3 separate regions of the Mus musculus genome follow, and regions 2 and 3 are each linked to region 1. A link is a contact called in public ChIA-PET and HiChIP or PLAC-seq data. All regions are on one chromosome and are shown on one strand. The core of a region is the stretch at or near the end of the contact, and the rest is flanking DNA. Distances in the headings are between cores, read along the strand shown.

Region 1 (4,923 bases), core at 1,769-4,268:
GGGGGCGTGCAGGCTGAGATGCACATTATCTTATACAGCAGGAAAAAAAAAAAGCCAGAACCAAACCCAGAGACGAGGCTCTATGCTGCACTATTGAATTGTAGACATGTTCAAGGTGGCCGTGGCAGGCAGAGTGGGGATGGGGTAAACAATGGTGGGTGAATAGGCTGTGTATTAAGCAAGCAGAGGAAGGAGAAGCTAAAGGGATCCCCAAAAGGAGCAGGCAGGAGCTGGAGGCAGTTGTGACTGCTGAGAGCTGTTAGTCAGCCATGCCTCCCTGGCCCCTGCTCATGCTTGCATTGTCATGGAGGCCAGGGAGCAGGGCCTGGCAGGCCAGGATGGCTGACCACCTAGGTGGGTCAGGCTTCCGGGAAGATGGGGAGTGTAGGGTTGAGGTCAAATGTCAAGGATGGGGAAGCAGGCTCCTCCAGGTGGATGCATGAGCATGAGCCAGCTTGGAGCGGCGCTGCTAAGAAGGGAGGCTTTCCTCTGCCTCCCATAGGCACAACTCCCCAAGTGTGGGATAGTTTGGACTGTCTTCCCACTTATTAGAAAGGCAATCCCTGTATTCATATGTACATGGTGTTTGGAGGTAAAGCCTTTGTAATAGGTGTGTGTGTGTGTGTGTGTGTGTGTGTGTGTGTGTTTACGTGATGGTGTCAGTGGCTCTTGTTGCAGAGGAAAAGCAATCTCAGCTCACCCTTGCTGTCTGGCCATATGATACCCCATGCCATGTTATGATACAGCAAGAAGGTCCTCCCTAGATAGAAGTCAGCACATTGCTCCTAGGATCCTACATCCAGAACTGTGAGCCAAATAAGCTGTATGCCTCTATTCACGGGTGTCTGGCTAGGACCTTGCTCATGCTAGGCATTTGCTTTACCTTCAAGCTACATGCCTGGACTTTAATCTTTAAAAGTGACCCTGTTTGTGGTACTCAGTCAGAGCAACAAGATCCACTTATTTATTTATGTATGCAATGAATATGCACATATACAAGGCCAACTGATGAGACAGATGGGGATGAGACAGGAGGCAGAGATGCCAGGTGGGTGCTGGGTCCATTTGACAGAGAAATGTCCTTGCAAAGGCCTTATGGCCACACTATAATATAGATTCACTACCCAGGAGCTGGGGCTCAGGGACAGCTCTGAGTGCTTTGTACTTCTAGTACCCAGAAAGGATACAAGGGCCCTCCTAAGGGAAGCAAATTCCCATGAGATAAATTTCAATTGTTATGCCATGTGGGCCAGCAGGAAGCAGCCTGTCTTCACAGGCAGCAGACAGAGGCAGAGGAGATGGTGGAGATATGGGTCCCAACAGGCCAGAGAAAGGGGTCTCTTGGAGGCACAGTATAAAATGCTGTCTTCATAAGATGGGCTTAAAAGGCCCTATGTCCAGGCAGAGTGGATAGTGAATGGCCGGCTCTGTGTAGCCAATAAACCCCACTAAGCCTAAACCAACACGTGGGAAGATCTTCTAGGTGGCAGTGTACTGACTGTGGGCCAGGAGGAACAATAATGTCCTTTAGTAATGAGCCTAGAGGTCCCCTTCCACATGAGATGTTGCACATATTCACCTGCCTAAGAGGCCCCCCTCCCCACAGGAGCGGGGTCTACATACTACATCTCGGTCTACCGTACTTCCTGTAATTCTGAGGAGCCTGGCAACCCCTGATTCTGTGGGGTTACCACACTGGAATCAGAATGACAGGCAAGAATTTGTAGTTTTAATTGTGAACTTGACACAGTCTAGAATTATCTGGGAAGAGAGTCTCAGTGAGGAATTGTCTAGATCAGGTTGGCCTATGGCGTGTGTGTGTGTGGGGGGGCAGGGAATAGGAGAGGAGTATTGCCTTTTTGTTTTGTTTTGGTTTTTTTACGATAGGGTTTCTCTGTGTAGCCCTGGCTGTCCTTGAACTCACTTTGTAGACCATGCTAACCTTGAACTCAGAGATTTACCTGCCTCTGTCTCTCTCAAGCACTGGGACCAACAGCACCCGCCACCTCTGCCTGGCTACCACTTTCACCTCCCCGTTACAAAGGGCCGTAATGTGGAATTATGAGTGAAAACAAAAACAAACCTTTCCTCCCGCCACCCCCTTAGTTGCTTTTTGTTATTACAGCAACAGGAAATAAAACTAGGTTAGATACCTTCTGTGTGCTTGGGCTTGGAGGTAGAAACAGTGAGAGGTGGGGCTTGGTGTACCCCCTTTTCTCCCAACAATCCCAAAGGTGGTGCTTTTTCGACTATTTTAAAATGTAAAATGTGGTCAAGAAAGGTGTCATAGGCATTAGTCATAGTCCTAGCAGGAAGCAGATGGCCATATAAAACTGGCATTTGGGGAGAGTTTGGTAGGTAGAGAGGAAGAGTTCTAGAGCTAACAGCGGAGGGAAGCAGTTTACCCCTACCCCCCTGGAACCTCCCAGCAGAAGGATAGTGCTGGAGCCCACTGAGAACTCCCAGCAGGAGGGAGCCAGTGCCAGAGGACCCACCCCCGCTTCTTCACTATCTTCCTCTCGCTGTCTTACCACCTGGCTGGGGCTCTCACTGGCTAAACTCAAAGGAGTGAATGAACCAGAGGACAATCATGATGGCAGAGAAGCACCTGTGTGTCACATGGAACATGAGGCTCAGATCAAGGCCTAGTTCATAGTTCCCTGCCAGCAGAGGGGCGTGGCTCTGGATTCTTAGCGTCTAGGCCGCCAGCTTTTGTTCCTCATTCTGCAGCTAAGGCCTTCCTTAAAAGATACACCAAGTCATTTTGAAATAGAGAAGGAACCCCAAAGGTCTCGAGTTAGCTGTGGGCCTCTAACAGCCTTCTGAGCTGTTTACTGATGTACCCTCACTGTGCCCCTTAGGAATGATACCCCACAATACCCATGGACCGTGAGGCCCCTGCTCCCCGGTGACTCTCCTCTTCCACTTGGCAGGCATGAATTCCTTCTCTCCTTAACAGATTAACTATAGCATGTGGCAGGCAGTTTGATCCAAGAGAGAGAGAACCTGAAGATGAGCGGGTGTGGTGCATGGTGTGGCCCGAGCCCTTTCACTGTGCTCCACCCTCAGCCTCAGGCTCTTCCTACTTTAAAATAATGCTTGTAACTGGGATATCCCAGGCTTGAGGCTGATAGACCTCTCCATGGGATTTGCTTAATCAACAGACTGGACATGAATTTATTATGTTCAGAATCAAAAGTCACACACAAGACAATAAAGTAAGGATTAGTTCTGTTCACGAAATGAAATATAGTCCTTGTCTCTGATTAGTTAATATGTCTACACAGAGTAACTAGAAGCAATGTTTTTTATAAGGCCTTTATAGACAACAACCCAAGGAGTCAAGCTTTGAATGCACAGCTCACTCTGCCTTGGGATATAACTGTGGTTCCTACTTTACCAACCCCCCCCCTTCACAAGAGCCTTGAAAAACCCTGTCTTATAGCCCAGGTCTGTTGACAGGGGAAACTGGTACGGTACATAACCACAGCCCACTGTTCTGAGATACATCTGCTCCATAAAACAGACCACGCTACTATAAAAGGTGCAGGGAGGTGGAGGGGAGTGGACTGCCCAGCTAGATCTTATAGGGAAAATCTTGTTCTATCTCTTGGCATCTGCATCTACCAGGGAGCAATATCCCAGAAGGTACAAAGCCATGCACAAAGGTTTTTGGGTATGGAGGGTTGGTTGGCCTTCAGGCTGGGGGGGTCCAGGTTTGAGGAAGAGGAGGGAGGGCACTGGTACCTTTAAGACTAAGGTCATCTGAAGGTCAGCTGGTGGTCAGACTGCTGGCTGCTTTTTCAGATGCAGTCCTGGGGATGACTGAAAATACCCTGGGGGCAGGGTGGGGGTGGGGAGCAGGAAAGAGCAGGCCTGGGCGGTCAGAGCCCTAGACAAGCTGAAACATCCCAGGGGATAGTTTTAATGTCAGCACTGTCTGACATCTCTAAATGCAGAACTGAAATAGACTGGGCACAGGGGAGGAAGTCTGCCAGCCGCTGAGCAGAAGTGTGGTGCTCCGGGTGGCCACTCCTGAAGGTTGGGGTAGCCTTCCTTTTAGGTTGAAAAGACTTCCCAGAGCAGGACTGCAGGCCCAAGATGCCAGCCCTTGGGAGGCAGAGACCGAGGATCAGGGATTCAAGGCGATCTTTAGCTACTTAGCCATTCTGAGGCCGGCCCATTCAGTTACCATGGAGATTTTATAGATGGTGGGAAGTGGGAAGTGGGGAACCCAAACCAAAGAGCTCCATGCAGATTCACACCAAATCAAAGCACCCTCTTCAGGTCCAAGGAGAAAGTCAGAAGACAAGGCTTAGGCAGCAGGGTGAAAGCAGGGTGAAAACACATTTGTCTGCGGGCAGAGGGGTGCCAGTGATCGTGTTTATTATTTCTGCTTCTTAGTGAGGACCCTGAGTCTGCCAGTTGAAAAGACGGTGATTGAGGGACAGGCAGGGGCTAGACTCAGTCCAAGCTTGGGGGTGTTCCACAGATACAACTTACACAGAAGATCTGAGAGCTGTGCTGGGCAGGGGGCAGGGGAAGGGGAAGGGGGACTGTGGAAGGGGGGTGGCAGCAGGGCAGCTCAGGAGTTCAGCTGGCCTGACCAGGCCTTTGTGTTTTAGATAGCATGGTCTGCCATCTCCCTATGCAGTTATCAGTGTGTCTAGGACCCAGCTTCTCCTGAGTCTCTCTCCACAGGCCCCTCTGCCCTCTCCTATCTCTGCAGTCATCAGGAAGTTTCCTCTACCTTCCGTCTGCCTTCTTCTCAATGTCTACTCACCTCCTCTGCCTTGGCCAAAAAGACTTCATGTGGGTGAAGGGGAGAGCGCATGATTTCTGGGGCCTCTGGGATTTTGTAGAACTTACTATTATTTTTAACAATAATTTTGAAAGCTTTTGGGAGCACTCAAGAGCTGGGGT
Region 2 (4,923 bases), core at 1,033-3,532, 250 kb before region 1:
GTTCACAACAGTGAAACTCTATCTAAGACAGAAGTGTATATTCACAGGGAAAATATTTCACTCAGGTATTCATATTGAACAGATCATAAAAGTAGTTATTATGTATCACTGCAAACCAAGAAGCTAAAGCTACTTCAAGCCAAAAAGTCAATGGCATTCCATTTGCTATCCACCAGCTACCAATCTGAGTGAACACTTAGACCTCACTGCTCACACATAAGAAACAAGCCCTGGAAACCAGAAAAAGAGAAGCAAACAAAGAAATGCAGAGCTAATGGCCAACATGTAAATGACATCATAAGTCTGATCCAGTTACTCTAAACTAACATGAGCATGTGCTGCACCTAAGACAACAGAGCAACAACAGCTTCTACAGTTAGGAACGAAGCAATTTAGCTGGAATGATACACAACCGGTGCTAACCAACAAACGGAAAGGAATGTGGGAAGAGTTTATAAACTAATGAGAAGCCTTCTGAGGAAGAAAGACTCAGACTCACAGAAGAACAGAAAGCGCTAATAAAGGAATGCAAGGACACAGAAGGGAGAAATAGCCTCTTTTTTCTTTTCAGATTGGTAGGATTCTAGAAGATAACATCAGACTTGCTGAAGCTGTGGAAGAGGTTTTCTCAAGCACTGGTGGGAGGTGAACAGGTACAGTTTAGGGGGAAAGTGACAAGGTTTATCAAAAAATGTCATAACCTCTTAATTTTACTGTACAATGATATAGGACAAGCAAGATGACTCAGCAGGTCATCTGCCAAGCCTAATGACCTGAGTTCATTCCCCAGGACCTGCACAGTGGGAAGAGGGAATCAACTGCTGACCTCCACACAAGTATAATATCTATGCATACACATAAATAAATGAATACATGTAATAAAATAATATAAATGTTTAAGTAATTCCAAAATCAAATCTATACAAAACAAAGTTTGAGTAGAAGTTCTTTTTTTTTAAGTGTATTTTCCCTCTATTTTGATTACCTTAGGAAGGGAGGAAGGGAGGAAGGGAAAGAGGGAGGAAAGGAGGGAGGGAGAGAGGAAAGGAGAGGGAGGGAGGCAGGCAGGCAGGCAGGCTGGCTGGCTGGCTTCCATTTATAAGCTACATGCAAACAAAAAAGTATTTATACTCCCTGTAAAAACAGAAGCATACTACAGCTACCACTTCCCACCTCTGCTTTCTCTCCTAACTGTAGATCCTGGCCTCCATGCCTGATAGCACACAGTCCCTAGCTCTACCTCACAGGAGCACAGCAGTCTATGATTCAGACATCAGCTTCTCAGCCAGTCATGTTTACCACTGGGAACTCTGCACTGTGGAAAATCCTTTGCTATTTCATGGAGTACCTCAATGAATGATCTTTTACTATTTTTACAGTATATCTCTGGCCCAAATTCCTAGAAGTAGAATTTCCCTGAAAGACAATAAATTCATATGTAACCTTGCTAAATGTTGCCAAGTTCCCTTCTGCAAGTGCTGGACATCCCCCACCGCATTCCCACCAATACGTTTAGGAAAGTGCCTATTTTCAGGGGGATCTTCACAATTAAAGGTTTTAACGTTTACATTTGTATCCATCTTATCTATTTAAACTTACATTAAGAAGACCCAATTGACAAACATGACATTCAAGTACATTTTGTCTGGGACTCAAAACACACAGAAGCAGTGTTCTTTCCAGCAACTAAGGTTCACACAGAGAGGATGAACAGAACTGGGTCTCCAATAAAAACTTTGTTTACTCTCATGTTTCCAAGGTTCCTAGAATGATGAATCTGGGGCTTGGGAAAAGCCAAGAGCATAGGAAAATGAACAGAGACAACAGACAAGGAGCACTGCCTTCAGAGATCAGGCACCACAAGCTTCCCTCTCACCCCACACCCCCACTAGCTTGCTGGGAGTCTGCTCCAGAGCTGAGTTTCTAAGAACATGAAGTTGAAGCTGCCACCCAGAGAATACTCACATTGGAGAAAGACAGACCTACAACCACCTCGGATGTTTACAAAGACCGCATATGAGGCCTGGAAGTGGGGCTAGCCAGTGCTTTAGACCTTGTTGCAGATAGTGGTGGGAACTGAAACCCTGCTCATTATTCTTGCTCTTCTGCAGAGTTTGCAAACTCTCCTTAATGACTCCCTCTAGCACAACCTCAAAATGTGAACATTTTCATCAGCATAAGAAACACAGTCAAAGAAAGAACAAGTACTTGATACTGCATAGCTCAGAGATAGCGGGGTACCAGGACACTCATAGCGGTGAACTATGAGGAGTTTACATATCCCCTTCTATACTGATGCTATGTCTACCACTTCCACAACTATGAGAGGAACTGCTGCATTATTCCAGCACACACTGGAAAACAGATCTTTGCCCCTCCCCTAATCTAGCCCTGCACATTCTGAAAAAATAACTTTAAAAAACTGTTATGCTTAAAGCCAATCAGTCAATTAGTCAAATGATCATTGGTGCCATTTCCTTAGCCTGAACAGCATAGCAAAGGCTAAGCTAGCAGATGTAGAGGAACCTGAGTTTGGATTTCTTTCTTTTAAATCTATGCCTATTCTATAACGAGGAAGTTCAAAACAGACACTAATTTGAACCCCTCCTAGCTTCATTGGTTGAATGTGGGAAGTCTATTTCTTTTCTGGAAAGGGGGTGATCAAACCCCAGAGGGCAGTGCAGGGATACAACCTGCCTTGGACCAATACCACATTTTTGGCCCCTGGATCCAAAGCTCCATAACTTGTAGCAGGTGCTTTTCCAACTCCTGTTTCCATTTCCCCATCTGAAAACAGGTACTGATGGCACCACCACATCTTAGCTCTGTCAGGGTGTACGTCAGCAGCACCTGTCACTGTCCCAGGACTCCCCTGTGATATGACCAAGAGACAGTCCATGTGGACACTGCATTCTTGAATGGTTCTACCATAAACAGCCCAGCCAATGGAACGAGATCATCACAGCAAGTCCTAGCAAATAAAATCTGCCTCCTGTTCCTTTCCAATCAGGCCCTACTACCTTCCATATTTCTGAACTGCCCACAAATAACAGAGTCTGCCCTGTCTGTACCTATCCCTCAATTCACTCTCATGACTGATATTCCCAAATATGTACTTACCTCAGCCCCACAGTCCTCATCTCCCTGGAAAGACTGTCCAGGGCAGCCACACCACCTGCCAACATTGTGTTTCAAGACAAACTATACAGAGGTTGGAATTCTCAAAACATAAAAGTAACCATTCAGCCAAACACGGTATGCCACACTTTTAAGTTCAACACCTTGTGGCAGAGACTGGAGACCAGTCTGGTCCAGCCAGTACCATGCCAGCCAGAACTACATCGTGAGTGTCTTATCCCTCACCAAAAGGGTAGGGGGAGAGAATGAACAGAAGACAAGAAAAACAAAACAGAAAAGGAAACCATGCATCTGCCTAGACTCTCAGAAATCCTAATTAGAAAAGTCCATCTGCACGGACTGAAGAGACAGCTGAGCAGGGAAAGCAGGGCAGCCTGAGTCTGAATCCAGGAGCCTACGTCCTAGGGGACAGAACTGACCACCATGTACGTGCTATGGCTCATATAAGAGAACGAAAGAGAGAAAGAGAGAGGAAGGGAGGGAAGGGAGAGAAGGGAGGGAAGGGAGGGAAGGGAGGGAAGGGAGGGAAGGGAGGGAAGGGAGGGAAGGGAGGGAAGGGAGGGAAGGGAGGGAAGGGAGGAAGGGAGGAAGGAAGGAAGGAAGGAAGGAAGGAAGGAAGAAAGAAAGAAAGAAAGAAAGAAAGAAAGAAAGAAAGAAAGAAAGAAAGGAAGGAAGGAAGAAAGGAAGAAAGAACCCACATGCAGAAGAGACAGCAGGAGACAGATAGATACCCAGAAATGAACAGGAAAGGCCACTGGAATTGTATTAATTCAAGGTTAGAAACAGATCTTAACCCTACAGAAATATTTGCTTGGTATACCTCCCAAGAGAAATGCAAATTGAAAGTATAGACTCAAAGGTTTATTTTACTTGCATCTATTTATTATGTGTGGAGGGGTTTATGTCACAACACACATGTGGAGGTCAGAGTACAAGCTGTGTTAGTCACTTCCTCACCCTCTGAGCCATTAACAGCGCCCCCTCCACCCAGGTACTTGTTAACTTACCAGACTCATAGAGTTCATAGTCTGATAACAGGTTACACTGATTCTTAAGGCAGAGTATAAGAAACCACAACTTTTATGGAGAACATATGATAAAATCTAGTGAGCTTTAAAATTTAGACTTTTATCTCAGCAGAAGCACTTCTATAAATGTATTCTACCTTCCAACTGCCATAAGAAACCACACACTGCATACATAAAGTTATTCAAAGAAACACTCATAAAGATGGAAGATAAGAAATCACTCGTGTGCTGACAGTTCCAAAGATGACAAAGGACTGGCTACAGTAATTATAATGTGTTTATACAGTAGACACCACACTCACACTATAAAGACAGAACCTCTGCAGCACAGCTCCCAAAACATACAATAAAAGCAAGTATAGCAACCATGTGGTGCAGAGGAAAAGCAGTATCAGTCACAGCTTGGAAATACTTCACATCTGTTTCCTACAATCTCTGTATCAGTTATTACCAACTTGTAGCACCCACTTAAGAAACAGCCTTAAACTTACAATATATACTATGCCTCCATACAAGGAACTACAGAAGAGAATTCTATTTGACTTAGACATGATGGCACAAGCCTTTAATTCTAGTTCTTTAATACCTGCAGAAGCAAGGAGTTGCAGGCAAGCCTAGTCTACATAATAAGACCCTGTCTCAAAAAAAATTTTTTAAAAACCTCTGTTTGATTAAATATGAACTTTTGTTTTGCTTCTATCTCTTCAGACAAGTGCATAATTTCCCATGAGATAAGGAGAAACTTCCAGCAGCTACA
Region 3 (4,923 bases), core at 1,763-4,262, 240 kb after region 1:
TTGCATTTCATCTCTGTGTCTGAGGTCTTCCATATATCAGGTTAATCAAGGGTCCAGTTTACTTATCTTTATAATAGAGACCAAGCTGGGCATGATGGCACCTGCTTTTAAGCCCAGCACTTGGGAAGCAGAGGCAGGCAGATCTCTTGAGTTTGAGGCTAACCTGATCTACAGAAAGAGTTCCAGAGCTATATAAATAGAGAAACCCTGACCTTGAAAAAAAAAATGAAGAAGGGAGAAGGAGAGGGAGAGGGAGAGGGAGAGGGAGAGGGAGAGGGAGAGGGGAGAGGGGAGAGGGGAGAGGGGAAGGGAGAGGGAGAGGGAGAGGGAGAGGGAGAGGGAGAGGGGGAAGGGATTCAACCATTAATCTGCTTGCCTCGTAGCATAGGCTAAAACCCACATGAGAAATGTGAAGCACTTTGATCAAGACACAGCTTTGGAACAGTAACTGCTGATATAACTTCAGGAGCTGAGACAAATGCCCTGAATGAAAATCTGAAGTAGGAGGAATTAAAAGAATGTCTCCATAATTGCTTGGCCCACGAACTTACATTAATGGTTAGGGAATCTCAGTGAACCACGACCCTGTGTGCCTTATCAATCTTTTTATCAGGTATCACGGGTAAAAGTAAAATTACCCCCACACATGCACACGTGTGTACACAGAAATGTGAAATAATGGAATGACCACCAACCTCATCTTCAGAGCCTGGAACTGCTGCAGAAGAAGAGCCAATTGTTGTTGCTGCTGAGATGACAAAGCTGCTTTCTGCTGTTGAGCCAAAACCTGTGCATACTGTTGTCTTCAAAAGTTTAAAAAAAAAAAAAGTATAACCTATCTACTCACATACAGTTCACATGATTGAAAGAAAAAACAAAACCCAACTTCTTCCCTCCTCCAACCACCAAACTCAGAAATATCAAATATATTTTATAATTCTATAAAGTCACAAAAATTTTTGATTCACATCATATATGATGTTCCTGAAGGACAGATATAAAATTGTGTGTGTGCACATATACATATGAAATAAATGACATGTGTGATATATACATCCTGCATATTGCAGAATGTCAAAAAATGTCAAATACCCATAAAATTTTCTAGATTATAAATGACAATAAGCAAATTTGAACACCTATTTCTTAATGAAGAACTCTGCAAAACTAAAATCACTTCTACAAAATTTTCTCAGATTTTTTGTTTCAGCGTGGAAATTTCTGGGCAACATTTTCTGGTGGCTGTGAAAGTTGCAAACAGAAAATGTCTTTAGGTTTACAGATGCAACTGCTCAGTTCTTCCCCTGTAATTTAACAGCAGTCACAGACAGCTAAGTCATATGATCCAATAATGTTTTGCTTAAAACAGGCAGCAGGCTACCAACACTTGACAGTGTCAATCCATCTACCTGCACAAATAATACTTCTTTTTCATGAGCCTAGTGCTCAGGAGACTAAGGCTGCAGAACATGAATTTTACGGCAGTCGGGGCTATACGGTTAAATATCTCAACACACACACACACACACACACACACACACGTAAGATAACAACCTTAGTGAGCTGGTCGTTGTTCTACACCATTCCTAACAACAAACTCTTTAACTTCTTCCTACCTTCTCCTCTGTTTTTTCTCTGTGCCCCTCAAAAAGTACTTAGTCAATAAAATGATTGTCTGGCTCTTTCTTCAGCAACTAAAGACCCTGAAAACCTAATTAGATGCCATTCTCTGGAATCTAGAATTAAAAGGCAAGCTACAATGAGATGGACAGTGGCACACACGTCACTAGTAGGCTACTCAAGAATCACAGAAGCCTTGAGTTCTCACTCTAACAGGTGAGACTTGAAGCAGATTCTATGTCAGGTTCTTTTGATGCTGCAGTGCATCCTACTGCATCACTCTCTTACTGGATTAAGAACTGCTGGTACTGGAGGTGCTGCATCTGGTATAAGGCAGTGAGTTCCTGCTGTCTGGTCAGGCGTTCCTGGTCCAATTCTCCCTGAGGGAAAAGAGGTACAAGAAGAAGCACCATGAGATAGACAGCAATGAGCATACATAGCATCGAGTATACACACCTACACACATGCACACGCACACACATAGCACACCACACGCAAGACCTTTGCTTCCTACTCCAAACTTGTGCCCTTCAAACCCTTAACTAAAAACCCCATTACCTTAAAAAACCAAGCAATGCCACCTAGTGGTATGAGGTGGCATTACCAACATAAGTCACAAGCAGTCCTTACTCAGCACTGTCATCCACTACTTCAAACTGAAAGCTGAACTGTGATCTACCAATCTGTTACTGTAATTGAGAAATTACCCAGCACTCTAAATCTTGGTGGCTTGTTTTAAAGATCACATAAAAATCACAGAAACAGGACAACATGAAAAAGAGTAAAGTGACCTAACAGCTGATAGGATGAGAACTCCTCCCTCAAATTAGGGATTTCTAACGCTAGTTATACACTGGAAGGTGGAAACACAGGCTAATAGTATTTTCATTGTATTTCAAAATAATTCAAAGAAGATGGCTGAAATTTTAGTTTTGTAAAGTTAAAATAGAGGCAAAGAAAATATAAGGTTTATAGTAATAAAAATAAAAACCTAAGATAACAGACTAACCCCTAGGCAAACCATATATGAACTTGTATTTTTCTGGCTTACTGATTATAGCTTGGAATAAAGCATCTGACATACAATGGGTTAGGGCAGGAAGAATCCTAAATTCAGAGATATCAGGAGTAAGGTCTAGTCAACACTTCACACGAGTAGCTGGGTTTTAAGAGTTCTGCTTGTGAAAGTCAGCTCTCTTATCAGTGCTTTGAGGAAGGAGGTAGCAGGTAACAAGCAACCTGAGCTTCCCAAAAGTTTCCCCTTGAAGGGTACAGACCGAGGCTTAGGTACAGCTTCAACTAAAGAGATGCAGACTGTGACTGGAGAAAACAAGGGGTGAGAACATGCCAAAAACCAAGCGAGCAGCTTTTAGCTCCTGACACATCAAAGTCACATTTCAACTTTAAGACAGGAAATAAGGCTCAAACTTGTCAGGTAAATTCAAGTAATGATTCACTATAATTGTTCTTGTGATTGAAAAGAAACAATTCTCAAAAATAATGTATGAATCATGGAAGAGAAAGTATGATGGCCAGCAAGCCAGTGAGTCTCATCCTTTAATAACAGAGGATACAGCACATTCACTGCCACCTATCAAACAATTACCGTGAAAATAACACTGGTAGCCTCAGTATAGCTGTGTAAGTCAACATCAGGTTACTGCAGAAATCCAGTATTCATGGTAAATTAAATAGTATCACTTTTATCAATGGACAACCACTACTTGCTTCAATTTAATAAAAACATAGACAGACACACACATAGCAACCTCTACTAGCAACTCAACTGAGAAAGGCCAGCCTCAAGAGAAAATTTTCCCAGCCAAAGGATTAGGCCTTCAAAATATCCTAACACAGTAAGTGGCACTTATATTTGGATAAGCCTCAAGTTCAAGAAATTTTATGAGCCAGAAAATAAGAAGGAGATAGAGGTGAGAGGAAAAGTGTACATTCTAAGTAAAAGTAATAAGAACTTTTCAGAGGCCAGCCATTTTGAAACACAGAAGATAAAAGCTTTGACATGAGCTATGAAAGGGAGAGAGTCAGACCATAAAGGACCTACAGGTTAGGTCAGGATAAGATATTGGTCTCATTCTTTATTGGTTAGAAAACCACCGACAGATTTTATACAGTATATATAGATGAATGCACAGTAAGTTCTGAAAAGGTCATTAGTGTTCAGTATACAATTCTCCCATTCAAAAATGCCCATTATCATTTCAATTTACTTCTATGAAACTACCAGGTTGGGTATGGTAGTTCATGCCTATGATCCCAGCAACTTAGGTAGGAGCAAGAGAACCACCACAAGTTTGAGGTCAACCTGGTCTGCAGAGCAAGTTCCAGGCCAAAACCCTGTATCAAAGAAAAAGAAAGAGAAACTACCATTCTTTCTTCCTTCACTGCAACCCTGGTTGTCATTCAAAGAGAAACAAGTACTCCTGTGTCTACTGTGAATCTCAGGCAAGTGGGAAGATACTCACCATATGAGGAGGGGGAGCTGGGCCTGGAGAGAAAGGAACCCTTCCCCACATTTTCATGATATCACCAAGGGGCTGGAAGCTTTCATCACATGCTCTCTTCACCAGCAAAGACATAGTAAAATAGCCCGCCTGAAACCACTCGGCCATCTCCTGATTGTTAAAGGGACCTAAACACAAGGGGAGTGAGAATGCTGTCAGGCTCAAAAATAAGTATATTCCCTGAGTCTCATGTTCATTCAAAATTTTATAGAATACCAGCTTACCTCAAAAAGTAACAAATAAGATTTTTTAAAATTAGATACAAAGGGAATTAAATTTTGAAATGCACAATGTTGTGTCCCCAAGCTGGGAGTTTAAGCCAGGACATTACTCATTTTCAGCAAGTACCCTGCTGCTGAGTCTCACCCCCGAGCAAGCTCCAGCCTGACGCGTCTCAAATTTGTCACCAATGCTTTAATGACTATACGCAGAATAACCGTCTCGCCCTCTGCAACAACTCACATCAGGAGCGTAAAATACACTGACGAGCTGATAGCATGTGCTGGATATGATCACTAAATTCTCAGGGCTACATTTGTTATGTTCTGTTGGAGATTAGTGATTTGTAAAAAGCAATCATCAACTGAACTAAGGCAAACTGCAATGAATGTACCCAACTAGACCAAATCTGGCCTTGAGAAAAAAATAGCATTCTTTAGTTGAGCACTTTAAACATAAAAACTTACAGAACAGAGACAAATTTTCAGTATTTTTTTAGCATTAAAAATTTTTTTTAGGTATGAATGGGTGTTTTGCCTATAGGAATGTCTCTGTACCACAT

What was found. ChIA-PET counts read pairs in DNA pulled down with a chosen protein or histone mark. HiChIP or PLAC-seq counts read pairs in DNA pulled down with a chosen protein or histone mark.
Region 2: a contact with region 1 is called in an H3K27ac HiChIP or PLAC-seq map of microglia, with 4 times the contacts expected there. The contact joins two enhancer-like sites. A contact is called at or near these places in 2 of 484 Hi-C or Micro-C datasets (DN3 thymocytes and spermatogonial stem cells) and 3 of 115 datasets of contacts at active chromatin or transcription factors (effector CD8 T cells, large pre-B cells and microglia).
Region 3: an RNA polymerase II ChIA-PET map of memory CD8 T cells shows a contact between it and region 1, with 6 read pairs. The contact joins two enhancer-like sites. A contact is called at or near these places in 1 of 39 promoter capture datasets (stem cell-derived epiblast-like cells), 1 of 15 datasets of contacts at CTCF or cohesin (CD8 T cells), 1 of 484 Hi-C or Micro-C datasets (embryonic stem cells), 4 of 115 datasets of contacts at active chromatin or transcription factors (acute myeloid leukemia, bone marrow-derived macrophages, embryonic stem cells and 1 more) and 3 of 9 other capture datasets (adipose tissue, embryonic stem cells and liver).

What each region holds. Positions count from the first base shown.
Region 1 is chr1:87,657,241-87,662,163 of GRCm38.p6, reverse strand. The region is part of intron 2 of Inpp5d (inositol polyphosphate-5-phosphatase D); the gene reads right to left. Among named protein-coding and RNA genes, the nearest start is that of Inpp5d, 39 kb to the right of the region's middle. Within about 2 kb of position 3,018, at least 120 of the 459 cell types and tissues checked have an H3K27ac peak or open chromatin away from gene starts, as enhancers often do. A contact at or near this core is called in CD8 T cells, memory CD8 T cells and microglia, where this site is marked.
Region 2 is chr1:87,909,805-87,914,727 of GRCm38.p6, reverse strand. The region is part of intron 3 of Dgkd (diacylglycerol kinase, delta); the gene reads right to left. Among named protein-coding and RNA genes, the nearest start is that of Gm19582, 58 kb to the right of the region's middle. Within about 2 kb of position 2,282, at least 13 of the 459 cell types and tissues checked have an H3K27ac peak or open chromatin away from gene starts, as enhancers often do. A contact at or near this core is called in microglia, where this site is marked.
Region 3 is chr1:87,416,165-87,421,087 of GRCm38.p6, reverse strand. It overlaps Gigyf2 (GRB10 interacting GYF protein 2), which reads right to left. Exons shown (of 29, transcript NM_146112.4): 15 at 4,104-4,270; 16 at 1,909-2,000; 17 at 696-803. Among named protein-coding and RNA genes, the nearest start is that of Kcnj13, 24 kb to the right of the region's middle. Within about 2 kb of position 3,012, at least 7 of the 459 cell types and tissues checked have an H3K27ac peak or open chromatin away from gene starts, as enhancers often do. A contact at or near this core is called in CD8 T cells and memory CD8 T cells, where this site is marked.